Regions from separate parts of the Mus musculus genome. Here region 1 is linked to region 2. Evidence: chromatin contacts called from public promoter capture Hi-C data. All regions are on one chromosome and are shown on one strand. The core of a region is the stretch at or near the end of the contact, and the rest is flanking DNA. Distances in the headings are between cores, read along the strand shown. Region 1 holds the start of Usp42 (ubiquitin specific peptidase 42). Region 2 holds the start of Daglb (diacylglycerol lipase, beta).

Region 1 (5,787 bases), core at 2,973-5,472, 270 kb before region 2:
AGGAAAATTCCTCGAGTCTTCTACATTACTTCCTCCAGTTTTGAGGTAAGTTGATCACTTGGTGTGTCTGCTGTCTTATTGCCCCCTTTCCAGATAACCTGTAGTATATTAAGGATGCAGGTGTCAGAGGCGGGGTGATAAAGACATCATAGCTCCAGGCAGCTCTGTAGGAGCTCTGGAAGGAAGTAACAGCAGCTCTGCCCAACAGGGCCTTGATCCGTGTCAGTTGGGTCAGGCGGGTGCCAGGTTGGAATAAGCATTAGAATGAAGACAAAAAGCACTGTGAGGTATGGGCTTGTAAGCCCAAAATTCAAGATGCTTACGTTTGATTTAGTCTGAGAAACAAAGAGTATTCCAGGATTAGTCTGGACTGTCAACAGCAACAACAACAAAAGTAGGATTTTGGGAGCGTCTTAGGAATAATCTTTACTGGCATTTTTTATTAAAAGTAACATAGGCGCCAGTCGTGGTGGTGCATGCCTTTAATCCCAGCACTTGGGAGGCAGAGGCAGGTGGATTTCTGAGTTCGAGGCCAGCCTGGTCTACAAAGTGAGTTCCAGGACAGGCAGGGCTACACAGAGAAACCCTGTCTTGAAAAACAAAACAAAACAAAACAAAAACAAAACAAAAACAAAAACAAAAGTAACATAGGCAGTTAGGCAAGATAGCACTGACAAATTGTAATAATTTTAGTGAAGACATAGTTGCCTGTCACTTGTTTTTCATGATTTAGTGGTAGCAACATACATATTTGACAGTGAGTGGGGTAAGGATGTTTTTGTGAATAGAACATCAGCTAGTTTGCTTTGTGGATGGAAGACATCCTCTTGGTATATAAACTGTCTTTCAACAGAGTCAGCTTCTGTAAGAGGGGGAGTCTCCCCAAGTCTGCAAAGTTGGTCAGGATGATGTCAAATGTCATAAGATACAAGTTGTAAGTTACATCTAGTGTTTCATATTTGCATACCCAGCACTCAGGGAGCTAAGGTAGGAGGATTGCTTTGAGTTCTAGGCTAGCCTGGGCCACAAAGTGAGACCCTGTCCCAAGAAATGTAACCGTGGATGAAGGAGATGGGTCCTTTATTGAAACAGTTTTACATTTATTTGGTGTTGGGGGTGTTGCACATCTGCTGCAGCATGCTTGTGGCGGAGATCACAGGACAACTGGAGGAGATTAGTTCTCTCCTTCTTCTAAGTTGGTCCCAGAAATCTAACTCAGGCCCTGAGGCTTTCAGCAAGCGCCTTTTCAAACTACTTAGCCATTTCACTGATCTGTCCACCGATCCTCCAGTAAAGTTCTGCCAAGCAGTAAGAACTGAGATAGATGGCCATAACTCATATGCAGCTGTGGTGACATGGACTTGCTTGCCTAGGTCTGAGGTGGTAAAGCCTTTATCGCCAATGAGTCTAGCCTTCTTGGCATGTTCCAGGCCAGTGAAAGTCACTGTCTCAAAAACAAAACAACACAATACAAAACAAAACAAAACAGGATCTAGTGATGCCTGAAGTTCTCCTCTGGCATGCATACACACACACACACACACACACACACACACACACCCTACAGATGGTGTACATGTTTGTACACCCCAGTTATCTCAGTTCTCCTGAGACTGGTGCAGGAGGATCTGTGGTTCAAAGTCAGGTACACAGCTAGTTTTAGGCCAGCCAGGACTATATGATACCCTTTCTCAAAAAAGCCTGCTGTCAGAGAAGGAATGATCCGGCCATGGCATACCTCTATTGCTTAGAGTGGTGGCTATGGTAAGAATTGCAAGGGGGCAATTCTCTTACCTCTGAGATGTCTGCACGATCTTCTAGAATGCACTCTGTGCTTTGGGAGAGCTACTTTCCAAGGCCACAGCAGACGACCTGAAGTGCTCTCGGCGGGAACAGTGTTTCAGGCATAGTTGCAGTGGTCTTCTGTAGATGCTGTCTTGCCCTTCCACTTCCAGGGAGTAGAGAGGGGACATAGCACAGGACATGTGGATCTCAGGGGTTTGATGGATGCCATCTAACCAAGCTCTCAGTTCAGTGTGACACACGAAGATGCCAAATGTTAACCTCTGTTCTACACACACACATACACACACACACACACACACACACACAGAGGAAATATGAGAGCTATTAACAGTTGACTTCCTAATGAGCATGCACACCTGCAAGTGTGTCCATACACATACTACACAAATATGGTAGCAGTTGAAAAAAAAAACCACTTGATGTTGACCTGTTTTTGACATACACACACTCAGACATATCACACACACGCACACACACACACAAAATGCTTTTATAGTCAAATTGTTAAGGTGACCTGAATTAAAGAACATCAAACTTTGTGTAAAATCAAAGCAGAAGTGAGGGCCATTTGAGAATGTTTTGTCCACTGGGGCCAAATTCTCTTTCTTCCCTCATTTAAATCTGTAAGCCCAGCACTTGCAGATTGAGGCAGAGGTTGTAGAGTTTAAAGCCATTATACAGAATAAGACCCTGCCTCTAAAAACAAACACCAAACCCCATTCTTAATAAATCCCAACAGGGGCGGGGTAAACTTCTGGGACCTCAAAGGGAAGTGTTCTGAAATACCATAACGTTTAGCTAGATAACTAGTCCCTCAGTTCCTCAGCATTTGAATTTAATTACCTGGAAAAGGCAAAGTACTGAGCAGGTAGTTCTAGTCGCACAAATTGGTCATTTTCCTTGAGATGGGGTCTCAGTCTATAGTCTTGGCTGACCTGGATTACAGACAGGATTTTACTCTGTAGTCCAGGCTGGCTTGAACTCATGGCAATCCTTCTGCCTAAGCTGCTGAATTCTAGGATCACAGACATGGGTTATTTTACCTTTTGCAAATCTCTTAATAATGGTCTACAGTGGTGAAATTCCATAACCATTTTTTGTAAAGAAAAAAGTTGTGGTGTTAATTTTGACAGGAGATGCTGAAATGTGAGCAACTAGGATTCTCTTTCTCCTTTTTAATTCCTCAAAGTACTTGAGTTTTTTGCTCCAAATACTCAATAGACATTTTATAGCCAACCTATAGGGACTGTAATGAAGTTGGTAGCATGAGTAGGTATAGGCTCCTGACCTCTTTATAATGTTAAAAGCTTAACATAGCATGCTGTGGCTGGAATAAATGAAAGGAAAAAGGAAATATGGAGTTGGGTGTTTTGTTTTGAGACTGGGAGTCCTTCTGTAGCACAGGGTGTCTTCAAACTTGTGATTCTCCTGTCTCAGACTCACCTGTACTGGGAATCATTAAAATGGGACTTTTAATGCCCAAGCTAAAGAGCTTAGCTTCTTCTTCTGATCTGTGTTTTAAAATAAAACAAAAAACTGTGTCCACAAGAGTATAGTGAAACCAGAGTGGAGTGCTGGAGGAGTCAGTTAGACTAGGCTTAGTGAGAGAGAAGGCAAGTGGGTGGTGGGCAGGACCACAGCTCTTTAGGTCAGTAGGGTGTAGTGAACTGGTGGTCTAGGGGGTGAAAGGTTTTGATCAGCAGTGAATGCTCTTCAGGGGTGTGTACTAAATGGGTACCACAGGCAGGCGCTGGAGGGGAGAGAATACAAGGATGAACTACTTTGTCCAGCCTCAGGATCCAGGAAGTAACAAGAAGCATGACTGTAGGACTGGGGCGCAGTTGCCTCAATCTGGAGAGCTAAGACTTGAAGTGAGACGTTGAGGGGGGTGCATGGTCTGCTCTTTAGCCTGGCAGGGCTACGTAAGGTAGAGACAGCGGAGGCCCCATCGCGGTGAGGGCCCGTGGATCGCAGAGCCCAGTGGCCTCGCCACCGTAGTCCGCAGGGCCACGCGTAGGAGAGGCATGAGTCTCCCGGGATGGGAGCTCAGGTGTACTGGCTTTAGGGCCCCAACCCGGGCCACTCCGGGAACTCTGAACGGAAGCGGCCCCTCCCCGCCCTGCTGCCGGACACCCAGCCAATCAGTGCATCCCGCCAATCAGGGCGTCGGACCAATCAGTGTGCTTTCTCCGGCGGAGCCCGGCGCTTAGCTGACGCGTGAGGCCAGCCCGCGCCCCGCCGCCCTTGGGCGACGGCCCCTCCCGCGTTTGCCCGGCCCGTTAGCTGCGCGCCGCGCCTCTTGCGCGACGGCCCCTGGGCGGCGGAGGCCGTGGCGGCGGCGCGTGCGGGCGCGGCCCTGGTGCGCCCCCTGGCGGCCCGGCCGGCAAGCTGCGGGTGCGGCGCTGACCCGGAGGCGGCGGCGGCGGTGCCCGGATGGAGGCACGTCATTGTCCCCCGCCGGGCGGCTGGGCTGTGTGCGGCGGCGGCGGCGGCGGCGGCCGAGGGGGATGGAGCGAGTGCCGAGCCGGGTCAGGTAAGCTCCCGCCTCCTTCCCGCCCGCTGCAGGCCGGCGTGGGGCCGGGCCGCGTGTCCCTGGTTCGCGGCCTCAGCCGCCCCGCCGCCTTCAGCCGGCCGCGGCCCGCCGGGACTAGCGCGGCCCCTCGCCCGCCGCCCCCTCTACAGCCGCCGGGCGGCCCGGGGACCCCACGGCTGCGGGACTGGCGCTGCCGCCGCCCGGCCGGGCCAGGCCCGCAGAGCAGGAGGCGGTGGCCACGGCGGGCGGGCTCGCAGCGAAGGCAGCGCCGGGGTTGCACGGAAGGGCCGGACCCCCCTGGTTGCCATGGCCACAGCGCTCCCACCCCCACCGGCCCCAGCCCGCCCCCTCGGTCCGCTGCTCGGGCGGCCGGCAGCTACCGGGCCGCCCGGCGCGTTTGGAGCTGCCGGGGTGGGCGTGTGCACGCCGGGACAGTGTAGCCGGCGTAGCCGGCGTCCGGGGCCCGCCCGCCGCCCCCCCGCGTGGCTGCCACCTCCGGCTCCAGGGCGCCCCTCGGAGCTCCGGGCTGGCCTCCCCGCCCCCACCCCACCCCGACAAACTTTCCCACCCGGGCGCAGTCCACTAGGCTCCTCAGCAGAACACCCGAGTTGCCCACGCCGTAGCGGAGCGGACACCCGCAAGAGAGGCGGACAGCCGGGGGTGTTGGGGTGGGGGGGAGGAGCCCCGTAGCTCTTTCCCCTCCGAAAAAGCGAGTGTGCCTTCCTCCCCCAGGCTCTTTATCTTTTGGGGCACAGAGAACCAACTTACCTGGAGGAAAGGGCGGGTGGGAGGGATCAGATTCAGATGTTTGAAATGAAAATTTGACGGGACCAAAGTTTTACAATCTAGGACTTTAACCTCCCTAGAATACAGTTGAGATTACTTTTGTTGAATAGCTCTTTTATATCTGAAGGCCTTAGGACTTGCTTGTTTGTGGTTCTTTCAAGTAAATACACTCAAGTAACAAAAAGTGTCGGGGAAACTAGTTAACGCCCCTTTTACAAAGTAACAACCGGATCCAGGTTCGCACAGCTGTTTATGGAGGAGAACTTTTCTTCAAAGCATGCATTTTAAACGTTCTGCTTTTACCATGTCACTCATTCAGATGCTTAGGTCTGTGAATAATGAGTTACACTTATTTGTTTTTACTCAGGGACAGTTTCACTTTCTTTTCTGTAATCATTGATTCAAGACTACAGTAAGTACTTGGTTTGCAGAGTTTTACGGCTAATCATTCTGTTTACCAAAATACAATTAAAAACCAAGTGGTGTCTTTTTTTAAAGTTTCTTAAAACTGAAATGTTACCAGAACTTGTATAATACTGTTTATGAAGAGTTCGCATAACAGGTTTTTTTTAATGCGTTGACCTTATTTCTTCAGTGTATGTGGGGGGACACAATGTGTACATAGTGATATTCTTTCTTAAAATGAGAAAGATAAATGTAGC
Region 2 (5,122 bases), core at 2,575-5,074:
CAGGCAGACACACACAGAGACAGAGAGACACAGAAAGACAGACAGACACAGAGAGAGAGAGACAGGCAGACAGACAGATAGGTGCAGGCAGGCAGAAAGATGGGGAGGGACAGATGGATGGGCAGAGAGGCACACATAGGTCAGGGGAGTCAGTCTATGTGCACGTGTCATAACACACACATGGAGGTCAGAAGACAACCATTGGGAGTCAGTTCTTATCTCCTACGATGTGGAACCCAGAGATGGAACCTAGAGACAGAACTCTGGTCATCAGGCTTGGTAGCAAGTGCCTTCATCTGCGGAGCCGTTTAACGGCCCACAATGCTGTTTTTCAGACAGGCTCCGTGGTCTAAAGACTCAGGTAAGCTTTGAACCTGAGGTCCTCCCATCTTTGTCCCCTGAGAAGCTGTGATAACTAGGCCTGCACTGTCACGCTCCGTTTAATACGGTTTCTTAAGATACTGCTTTGGGTTCCAGTGAGAACGGCTCAAGTCCTAAGTAACAGAAAACCCAGTTCAAGCTGGATGGACTGGAAGGACCTGTATACCGGCTAACACTGGATTAGCAGGGGTAGGAAGACATCAGCTTCTCCAGGAGCACCTGTGTGCCTGCTCATCCTGGCCATGAGTGGAGACAGCCCCACCCAGAAGAAAACACAAAATATGCCTCGGTTTGTTGTTGGGAACTTAGGAGGAGGGATTAACATTGCCCTAGGAAAGGAATTCTGACAACACCCTACCTCAAATAAGGAGGAGAGTGATCCAGGAAGGCAGCCAATGACATCACCCTCTGGCTTACACACACACACACACACACACACACACACACACAGAGAGATAAGAAAAACGTTCCCACGTCCACTGTAGTGATAGGCTTTCAACTATGGAAACAGTGAGAAGCTGTGTGGGGCTGGGGAGGCGGCTCAGTGGGAAGGCGGCTCAGTGGGGAGGCGCACCTGCCACTTTCCAGGAGGACTCAAGTTAGGCTCTCAGCACCTGTGTGGTGTGGTTCACTACCACCTGTAATCTAGGTCCAGGCGATCCCAATCCAGAGCTCTCTCCTGACCACAGTAGGCACTCGGATGCACATATTCGTGTGCGCACGCACACATTTCAGAAGCCAAAACAAGACTACTGTACCGTACACAAATGGTAGCGCAGTATGGCTGTTAAGATACAGAGCGGGTTTCACACAGAAAGTGTGTCTCTTTACCTCTCATGCTGACACACACGATGGCCAACACGGTGCATATAATAACTGCCAGGAGAACAAGGAGGACTATCAGGTACGTGCTGAGCAAGACTCCACCGGGACAGTCCAGCCTCCTTCTGTGCGTGAGATACAACGTCAGACTGACAATCCACCTGTGCGCAGAGAAGAACGTGGGTTCATAAAACACGCTAGGAGGAAATACAGGGAGTTAATACTCTCCAATCAGGGTTAAGGTTCAAAAGAAGATGTAATCTGCATCAATAAAAAGTCTATCCAGAGGCAGACTGTTAACACACATGTGGCTTTCTGTTCTTAATCTGTATTTTCTGTGAGCCATGTACTGGGCATGGCACCAGAGAGGCAGAGGCAGAGGGCAGGAGGATCATAAATTAGAGGCTACACGAACCTGGGCTATAGATGAGTTCCAGGCCACCCTAAGCTGCACAAGGAGCCCCCACTTCAAATGCAAACAAGCTGGAGCTACTGCTCAGTGGGTAGTGTTTACCAGGCATGCAGGAGCCCTTAGGTTCAATGAATGCTACATTAAATGTTAAGTGCTACATTAAGTGTTAAGAGTGCTACATAAACTAAGTCCTGTAATCCCAGGACAGGGGAAGTGGAGACAGGAGGATGAGAACTTCGAGATCGTCCCACACCTCATAATGGGCTTTAAGGCAAGCAAGAGATGTAGGAGACCCTGTCAAAAATCGAAACCTAGACAAGCTAGGGTTCCCCAGGAAAACACCCACCGTGACTTAGAATCACGTGGTTGCTAAACGAACTTACACTTGCTGAATTAATATCAGGATTTGTATGTATGTGTGTGTACTTTAACGTTCAGTAAACACACATTGTAGCCAACTGTAATTCAAAACCAAGCAAGCAGGAAGCAAATTATGAAAATAACGTATCAGGGTAGATACAAATAAACACAAAAGGAGAAGTCCTATGGCCTCTTGACTGTATTTTGTAACTCGGCGGTGAACAACGATAGCATGAATCTCCAGAGGGAATGGAGCCACTGAATCCCCCTGGAGGGACTTCAGCAGCAAACAGACCCGCTTAGCAAGAACGTCCACCTTTTTAAAAAACTATATCTATTTATTTGAGGAAGACTATGCCATCCCACACCTTCGGAGGGAGGTCAGAGAGCAACTTAAAGGAGCCAGTTCTCCTCCTACCATGTGGGTCCCGGAGATAACAATTTAGGTCATCAGGCTTGGCGGCAAGCACCTTTACCCATCTGAGCTCCCCTGCTGCCCAAGATGGTCCAATTAAAGATTGACATTCCAAAGCCCTAAGAGGTGTCATCTGAGGTGGGGAGGATTTAACTCAAAGCCTAGCATACGTGAAGCCCGGGCTCAAGCACTAGAGGGGAAAAAATAAAGGTAAGATTGGTCTAGATAACTTTTCTGTCCCCGTACCACCCCTCCCCCCGCACCTCTTTTTTTTTTTTTTTTTTGAGGGAGGGTCTTGTGCAACTCCCCTATGACTCACTGTATATCCAAGGATGACTGTGAACCGCAGATGCTCTCCGCAGATGCTCTTACACCACCCCCTAGTCCTGGGATTTACAGGTGAGAGCCGCCACTATCAGTTCTGTGTGGTGCTGGGGATCCCGTGCACACAAGGGCCTCCTTCATGTTAGGTGAGTACTCTACCAAAAGGAACTGTTACACCTTCAGCCCCTAGATAACTTTTTCTGTCCAAACACCAGAGCTCCGTGTCAGGAGTTTCAGACTAAAAACGATCTGAGAAAAACCCGGCCTGTCTAGAAAGGGCTTTGCTGCTCCTATTCCTTTACCTCTTGAGAATGCTTTTTTTCTAAGAACGTTATTCCTCGTCGGCAGGCGTGCCAGGGGCTGACTTCACCCACCGGTGCCGTTTCCCACTGAGCCTAGCTGCATTTTGCAAAACCGGCCTATTATCCTGGTTTCTATGAATTGCTCCGAAATTGCTATTTCCCAGATTATTGTTTTGCATTGACAGGGACTTTGATACCCTCCCAGCAAGAAAAAGGACAGGTGTGATCCAAAGTTCCGGAGCCGCGGGCTTCAGGAAGGAGAGACCTGGGGGCTATGGTTTTTAGATGCTCACATTTCCCTCACGCTCTCGAGGCTAGGGCTCGGCGCTGCACCCTAGGGCTCGGCTCCTACCCTGCAGAGCTGAAGGTCCCGGACCCTGTCAAATACACAGAGCGACTGCCTCTATATCCTAGGTGCAGACAGATTGTGCTCCGGGGGCGCGGTTGCCCCTTAAGCACCAAGAAGGCACGACTTTTGTCGCCTTAACCAGCGCGCCTCCCACCCTCACGGCGGCCTCACTTACCACAGCACACGCAGGAACAGCTCAAAAGACCCGGGGAACACCAAGTCGTCGCTGGCTAGAGACCAGCGCCGGCCGAACAGCACCATCCCCGGCATGGCGCACCTCCCACCGCGCCGCCTAAGCCGCGCGCACCCTTCTGACTCCGCGCGTGTCTGGAGGGGGTCCCCAGCAGCGCCAAGGCGCAAGCCTACGTAAAGACCCGCGCATGCGCCTCCGGCCCGAGTCCGGAGCGCGCCCACAAGAGACGCGCACTTTGCTGTCTTTGCCTCCTTCCCAGGTCCCCTGACCCGGAAGTCAGCTGCTGGCTGTTAAGTGCCGGTCGGTGGCGTATGAAGTCCATTCCGGTGTGGTCATTTCTGTTTAATAGACTGAGGATTTAAAAAGATCTGGAGAGAATGCTCTCCCTAGAGAGCCGCGCCTATGAATAGTGAAGCTAGGACGTAGGTCTGGGTCTCTGAATCTTTCTAGCTTGGGATGACTTTACTGTACGCCTTTTAGCACCTCCATTCCTCTTCTCTCTCTCTCCACACACACCGTGCTTTATCCATCTTCATCCCTTCCCCTGCCTGGTCTCACTAATGCTAGTTCCCATTCTTCCCCACGGTCCCCCTGGTGACCGAGGAGAACCATCAGACCTGGTCTAAATTATGTCTAAGACTTGCAAGTCTGTGCTTCGGCGTAAAGTGCATGTTAATCCTTTCCAGAGACTTTTCTAGCGGAGTCTTACATCAAAAGCCTCTAATTAGTGTCTGTGTTCCCTCATCATCTACCTGCTGTACTCCCACACACATTTTAGCTCCCCAGATTTTTAGTGTCGGTGGTGTGCATGTGTGTGTGCGCGTGTTTTTGCATGTGTGGTGGGGCGCACGTATGTAGGTGCCTGTATACATGTGCTCATGCATGTGGGGGTCTGAGGATGTTATCAAGAACTGTACCCAGCTCTTCCACCTTGCTGAGGCAGGTTCTCTCAATCAAACACAAAGCTCGGTGAGCCGGCTGGTCCTGCGAGCCAGCTTGCTGCGGAGATCTTCTGATTTCCCCCGTACCAGGCTGTAATAACAGGTGTGCTACCACACCCATCCTGCACTTTCCTGAGTTTCTGGGAATCTGAACTTTAGTCCTCACACTAGTATAGCAAGTGCTTTAACTCCTGAGCCGTCTCCTTAGCCCTTTTCCTAACTCTGGTTTCTTTATGGTGCTTAATCACTCCCTGGCCCAAGTCTGCCTGCTGCCAGACAAGCTGATCAACAGAGATGGTGTCAGGCAAGGGGTTTAGTTTTAAGATCTGGACTTATAATTAGCTGAGAAGATGCGGGATTTGTGAAAATGTCCATCCTGAGGATGGGGATGTAACTAAGTTGGCAGAGTACTGTGCCTGGCATGCACAAAGCCTTGGTTTCCAATCCTAGCTACTGTGTAAACCAGAAGTGGTGGGACAGGTGTTGGGAGGTGGAGACAAAAGGGTTAGAAATTGAGGGTTGTTGAGATTTGGTGTTGTCATGCTAAATTCTACACCCACAGGTCTAGGTCTTCTACTTACAAATTTTTGTTGTGCAAACCTTGTTCCTTGATTTAAAACTAC

Evidence for each region. Capture Hi-C pulls out chosen DNA fragments and counts their contacts.
Region 1: a contact with region 2 is called in a promoter capture Hi-C map of liver. The contact joins the promoter of Usp42 here to the promoter of Daglb in region 2. A contact is called at or near these places in 4 of 39 promoter capture datasets (the C10 cell line, the HPC-7 cell line, cranial neural crest and 1 more), 3 of 484 Hi-C or Micro-C datasets (all in embryonic stem cells), 5 of 115 datasets of contacts at active chromatin or transcription factors (the 230-238 cell line, effector CD8 T cells, large pre-B cells and 2 more) and 4 of 9 other capture datasets (adipose tissue, embryonic stem cells, liver and 1 more).

What each region holds. Positions count from the first base shown.
Region 1 is chr5:143,730,715-143,736,501 of GRCm38.p6, reverse strand. Usp42 (ubiquitin specific peptidase 42) reads left to right here and starts at 4,222. Exons shown (of 18, transcript NM_029749.2): 1 at 4,222-4,339. Gm38737 (a long non-coding RNA gene) reads right to left here and starts at 4,047. Exons shown (of 3, transcript XR_868672.3): 1 at 2,650-4,047; 2 at 1,795-1,948; 3 at 1,071-1,444.
Region 2 is chr5:143,463,195-143,468,316 of GRCm38.p6, reverse strand. It overlaps Daglb (diacylglycerol lipase, beta), which reads right to left and starts at 3,824. Exons shown (of 15, transcript NM_144915.3): 1 at 3,541-3,824; 2 at 1,213-1,364. The coding sequence starts at 3,635.